Regions from separate parts of the Mus musculus genome. Here region 2 is linked to region 1. The links are chromatin contacts, called in public Hi-C maps. All regions are on one chromosome and are shown on one strand. The core of a region is the stretch at or near the end of the contact, and the rest is flanking DNA. Distances in the headings are between cores, read along the strand shown.

Evidence for each region. Hi-C and Micro-C count contacts between places; a contact is called where the count stands out from the background.
Region 2: a Hi-C map of embryonic fibroblasts shows a contact between it and region 1, with 5 times the contacts expected there. The contact joins the enhancer-like site here to the promoter of Ano5 in region 1. A contact is called at or near these places in 10 of 39 promoter capture datasets (the 3T3-L1 cell line, 3T3-L1-derived adipocytes, the C10 cell line and 5 more), 3 of 15 datasets of contacts at CTCF or cohesin (the NIH/3T3 cell line and pro-B cells), 65 of 484 Hi-C or Micro-C datasets (the 3T3-L1 cell line, 3T3-L1-derived adipocytes, the Ba/F3 cell line and 36 more) and 4 of 115 datasets of contacts at active chromatin or transcription factors (the NIH/3T3 cell line, astrocytes, craniofacial prominence and 1 more).

Annotation. Positions count from the first base shown.
Region 1 is chr7:51,509,759-51,512,484 of GRCm38.p6, reverse strand. It overlaps Ano5 (anoctamin 5), which reads right to left and starts at 1,456. Exons shown (of 22, transcript NM_177694.6): 1 at 1,235-1,456. The coding sequence starts at 1,250. Gm33190 (a long non-coding RNA gene) reads left to right here and starts at 1,499. Exons shown (of 5, transcript XR_001778128.2): 1 at 1,499-1,568; 2 at 2,463-2,631.
Region 2 is chr7:51,966,376-51,969,234 of GRCm38.p6, reverse strand. All of the region lies in intron 7 of Gas2 (growth arrest specific 2), which reads right to left. Among named protein-coding and RNA genes, the nearest start is that of Svip, 38 kb to the left of the region's middle. Within about 2 kb of position 1,479, at least 18 of the 459 cell types and tissues checked have an H3K27ac peak or open chromatin away from gene starts, as enhancers often do. A contact at or near this core is called in the C2C12 cell line, the HL-1 cell line, the MC3T3-E1 cell line and 2 more, where this site is marked.

The DNA of each region.
Region 1 (2,726 bases), core at 207-2,706:
ACAGAAGCTACACATGTCCTCATGACAAAGGGTTAGTAACTAAATAGCTTCTAGTAAGTAGGCCCACCTTGAGGCTAAATTTAATTGAGATGCAAATGCCTAAAAACTGCAATATTTCATCTCCATGTGGATGCAATGAAATATTCTTTATTACCCAGAAAATATCACATCATATGCATTTTTGTTTTATATTTTTCCTTCAAAGAAGAAATAGAAGCCACTGGTGGGATCAAAAACTGGGCAACACTTAGAACACAGTGAGGTCACTTTCCAAAGTATTCAATGCAGAGTGACTATGTGTTCCACAGACCTTCTGTGACAGAAAAGTGAAAACCAATGCTTAAACAATAACTTTCAAATGAATGCTTATTGCTGTGTAGTTTGTATTAGTATAAGTCAGGAAATCTGTTATATGTTCAGCGTTTGGCAAATGGATGCGTGCGGCTTCCTCCACAAGGGAATACTATATGTCAAATACAAGGAATGGTGCTGCACATGACTGAAGTTTAGAACATGCCAAGACAGAAGCCAGTTTTGTCTGAGAGCACGAACTTTTTGGCTCTACTTCCTTGAGTATCTGAGCTAAGGAAATCTACAGAGGCAAGCAGTACAAGTGCCTGTGCCTAGAAGTGGAGAATGGCTACATAGAGGATGATTAACTGACACGAGGAAGATGACATAAAATGACCCTGTTGAGATGGTCACAAAACTTTGTAAATACATAGAATCCAATCATTTTGCACTTAGCTGCTGACTTTCACGGGATGCAGATATGTCTCAATAAAAAGCTGTTTTTAAAAGGGAAGACATGATGCATATGCAGCATGATGGTGGCCCAATCCATGAAGCCCAACACTTGGGGGCAGAAGCTGACAGGAAGAACTCAGGGCCAGCCCCTAACTGGAGGATCGCCACCTGTGCAGGCTATCTTTGGAAAAAGCCACATTTCAGGAGCAGAATTCCTGAGCCAGGGACCCACACCAGGCCAATTACTCGGGGTCTGAGACAGATGTCCGGATCCTAGGAAGTCACAGGTTGTAGGTCCTTGGAGCACAGATGCATCAGGGGACATCGCGGGGCGCAGAATGTCTCCCATTACCTGCCTGGCAGGCATGGCGCAGCGCGGGGCTCACGACACTAAGAACGTTCCCGGGACAGAAACCTACAGCTGCCAACGTCCCCGCAGAAACCCCATGCGAAGAAGGTTCGCGCGCCCGCTCAGCGCCAGCCTTACCTTCCTGCTCCACCATCTCCAGCAGGTCGGGGTCACCTAGCTTTGCCAGCTCGTTGAAGGCATTGAAGGACCTCTGTGACAGGCGGCGGGATGACTTGGGGCGGAGGCTGAAGCGGATCGTCTGCCTCCTGGTTTTCAGCTCCGCCTCCGCAATCCAGCTGGAGCTCTCATTCTTTAAGCTGTCCGATTGCTGCGACTCCAGAGGCATCTGGAGCACCAGAGGCACTGGAGACACTGGGGACAGCCCAGGAGCCTGAGAAGAGGGAGGAGCTAGAGACGAGCGAAATTCCTGAGACCCGGGAGGCGCCATGACCTGGCGAGTTGCCTTGGACGGGTGAGGAGCCAAGGACGAGGCGCCCTGAGCCGAAGACTCCTGGCGGTTCCGCTGACTGGATTTCCTCTCCAGGTGGTACTTGGCCTGACTCTTGGAGCGGTCCAGCAGATTGGCAGTTAAGCTCTTGCGCTTCACTGCCCTTGAGTGATAGTGCTGCTCTGTCCCCTCCGTGTAGGGCTCTAAGTGGTGCTCCTGGTCCTGGCTAAGCTGGCTTGAATCCTTTCCTTGATCCTGCTGCCAGCCCAGGTGCTCCTCCAGGTTGTGTTGGCGAAGTTTCCGTTTCTTCTTGGGCCTTTCTGGCCCTCTGCCCTTCTCACTGATCTCTCCGGACAGCCCAGATTCCTCCCCAGTTTCAGACTCCACAACTTGCAGTATTGTCTCCGTTTCTCTTCTCTCCCTCGGGTTTTCCACCTGTTCCTCCTCAGAAACTTCCACAATCTCCACATACCTAGAGACTCTAGGTCTCACCACCCTTCTTGCCCCTTCTGGGACACTTAACTGGTGCACATCCGGGGAGACTTCAGGCCCCTCTACCCTCCTTGGGGCCTCCTCAGGGGGCCTCACCACAGCTACATCTTCGGGGGGTTCCTGGGCGTCCCCAGGCTCCCTTCCTTCTTGACTCCACAGCTCCATACTTAACAGGCTTAGAGCTTCCCGTTTCAACCGGTCCACCCACTCAAGGCAGGTACTCACAGTATACCATCTCCAACCCTTTCCCTCACATCCTCTCTGGTAGGCAGCCTCAGCCTACTAATAAGTCTGGTTGCCCAGGATTGTCTCGCCCTCCACTCAAAGTGAAGCTATCTAAGACAAAACCCTTTTCCCAGTTGGGGGTTATTTTCTGTCGGGTAAAAATAAAATCCACTTCCCTTAAGGCATCTCTCTCCCTTTAAGGCCTGAGCGTGACGTGGGTCTTCTCCAGGGTTTCAGAAGACTCTTGGCTTGTCTTGAGGTTCTTTAATGGACACTTCCTGGATGGAGAGTCAGGGGCATGTCTACCGTGGAGAGGTCAGACACCGTGGCCAAAATTACGAGTCAGTCTCCGTTTCTTCAAAGTTGAAAGGTATGGGCTAGTTACATATGAACTCATGATGCATGCGATAGTGGAAATGGAAATATTCTATAATTGTGAATGAGTAAGAAAACATCTTTTACACT
Region 2 (2,859 bases), core at 230-2,729, 460 kb before region 1:
TCACCAAAGCAACTCCTTATTTACAAGTAGAAATCACAATGTACTGGAACCAGCCAGTTACAGCAACTGAGCAGATGGATGCAGGAGTGGCCAATGCCAGGATGCTATATTTCAGCTATTGTTGAAGGCGCAAAGATGGCCTCAGTGGTTCACGTTAGATAACTTCCCTGGCCTCCATGTTCCCACATTAAAGAATTCCCATATTTAAGGGGAAGGCTGAACTTATGGGGCTCTGATGCCTATTATATTTTGTGTATGTATACATGGGCAGGGGCATGAAAAGATAAGAGGACAAGCAGTTGGTTCCTTTGTTGCACTTGGTCTGGGAGGTTGAACTCAGGTTGTCAGCTGAAACTCAGGTCATTATTCTTGGCAGCAAGCATGTATACCTGCTGAGCCATCTTGCTGGCCCCTATAAATGGAACTTTGATCACTAGAAGGACTTTGGTAAGTGGCCACAGTTTAAATGCACACATTCCCCAGCCCAATATGGTTGGCTAACATTTCTCCTACCTTCACACTTATGGTTTCTTCTCTGCAATGTAACCAGACTGATGGACAATGTCATCTATTCATGATTTTTTTTATTCTATAAGCTTCTCTAAAATCTCCGTATGATTTCAAGAGAAAGTCAATGTTCTTATGGCAGAGCAAGCCCTTTGTGACCCCCATCCCCATCCCATGTGCGTCTACCTGGCTCTTATAACCCTTCCACACGGCTTCTCACCACCCTTCCTCCTCTGTGCTCTGTGCTCATGACTGCCCTTCAACAGTCTTGATAGTGTCTGATTGTATCTTTATTTTCCTTATTCCATCTTCTCTGATCCTGATGGTGTTTCTCTACATGACCTCTCCAACTCTTATGGGAATGTTTTTTTCTGTCCTCTGATAGCCATCTGCTTTTTTCTTGAGCATCTTTCTAGGCTTTATCTTTTTTCTAATGGCCTTTCTTGATTCATGATAAAAGCTCTTCTGGGACACCCACCAAAAATCTAACCTCAAGAAATGCATCACATAAAAGATTAATGAAGATACAGCTCAAGTTTAACTTTGGGATGTGATGCTGATGTCTCCCCCAAGGAAACATTGGTTCCTAAAGTCAATGTGCCAAATACCATCATAAGCACTGCCCCAGGTACTGCAAATGTGGGTCTCTAAGATAAATATTAAGATATTCTCCTATGGAATCATTCCCTTACAATACTTCTTGTATTAAATATCTTATAATAAAATAAGAATATATATTGTTATGTAAGTCATTCATTTAAAAAAAGTCAGAGCAATGCAAAGATAAACCACAGCAGTGACTAATTAGCCATCAGAGAATGCAGCAGAGATCTGAAGAATCACATGAGGCACAGAAAACGGACCATTAATGTGCTTGGCAAAACATGTCTGGGCAGAAAACCACAGAGACCAGGCCAACTCACACTGTATCAGCTCAGTGGGCGGTTGCTCCTCGAGCCTTATACAGATGTGCTGAGTTCAGGGTGTCCAAACAGAAGGGATAATGCTGAGCCAGGGCACGGGATGCAAGCAGCACATGGGTGGAGTGAGTTCAATCTGTGGCAAGGAACCTAACATGAAGCACAGAAAACAGGAAAGTGGCCAGAGATATAAGGGAGGCACAGCAACTCTTACACAGAAGCCAAAAAAGCTTAAGCATCAAGCAACTCCAGAACATGGTGCAGATGCCCACACAGGACACGCTGTGGCCTTCAGCTTCCAGGAAGACGGGGAGTCAGGTGGCTGGTTCTGTGCAGACTTCTGCACAATTAATTTTATCCCTGGGCTCAAAGGTATGGTACACCTTCTTATTCATGTTTACTGCCCACTGTATAGTAAGGTCATGGCATCATTCTCTGTAGCTTCACATTTAAACTAGAGGGAAAGCTGACCCAAAAGGGACCTCATTGAGTGAAGGAAGACCTTGGAGTGTTACAGGCCTACAAGAGAGTCAACTTCTGAATCTCGACCCCCACATACTTTGGGCATTGCCTAGTCTCTAGAAAAGAAGGGGAAACAGACCTGCTTGCGATTTTGGCAACGTCCATGAAAAGAGCAGCAGGCTCACCATCTGTATCTGTGTTTAGACAGGACAATACACAAGGAATCCAGATGGGAACCCACTCCTGAAACTCGTCAGGGGAGTCCTGTTCCATCATCTTCTCCAGGACAAATGCAGGCAGAGGAGCAAGAACAAAGCAGACCCTGCACATTGCATTGGGCCCCCCAAGAGGATCCAAGATCTCCATAAAGAGCCAACATGCCACCTATATTATAAACATTCCATGCACAAACCTGTTTCTAAGATCACATTCCTTGAAAGGTTTTCTTTAAAAGGACTCCCTAAAATAGGAAACATCCTAAGGTTTCCATATCACATTCTCATTTCTTTAGTTCAATATGCATACTATTTAAAAAGATATACATACTCACACATACACTTATACACACATGCACACATATATACACATAGTTTACATGTGTGCACACAACCATATATACATAGATATAGACACCTACGCATATACCCATGCTTGTGCACAGACAGTAACAAATGCATGCACACATATGCACAGGTACTCCCATTAGAACATATGCACACAAACACACACACATACCCAGGCATGAGTACATGTACCCACACATGTGCACCTACATGTGCAATATATACACATGGACATCCACACATACAACCATGTATAGGCACACATATGCACTCACACACATATACACATATGCACATACACATGCATACACACACACATATATACACACAGGAATATGTGCTGGATGAAATGATGCATTTAACTGTTCTCTCTAAATATGTATTCTCATACAGTAGTTGTGAGATAC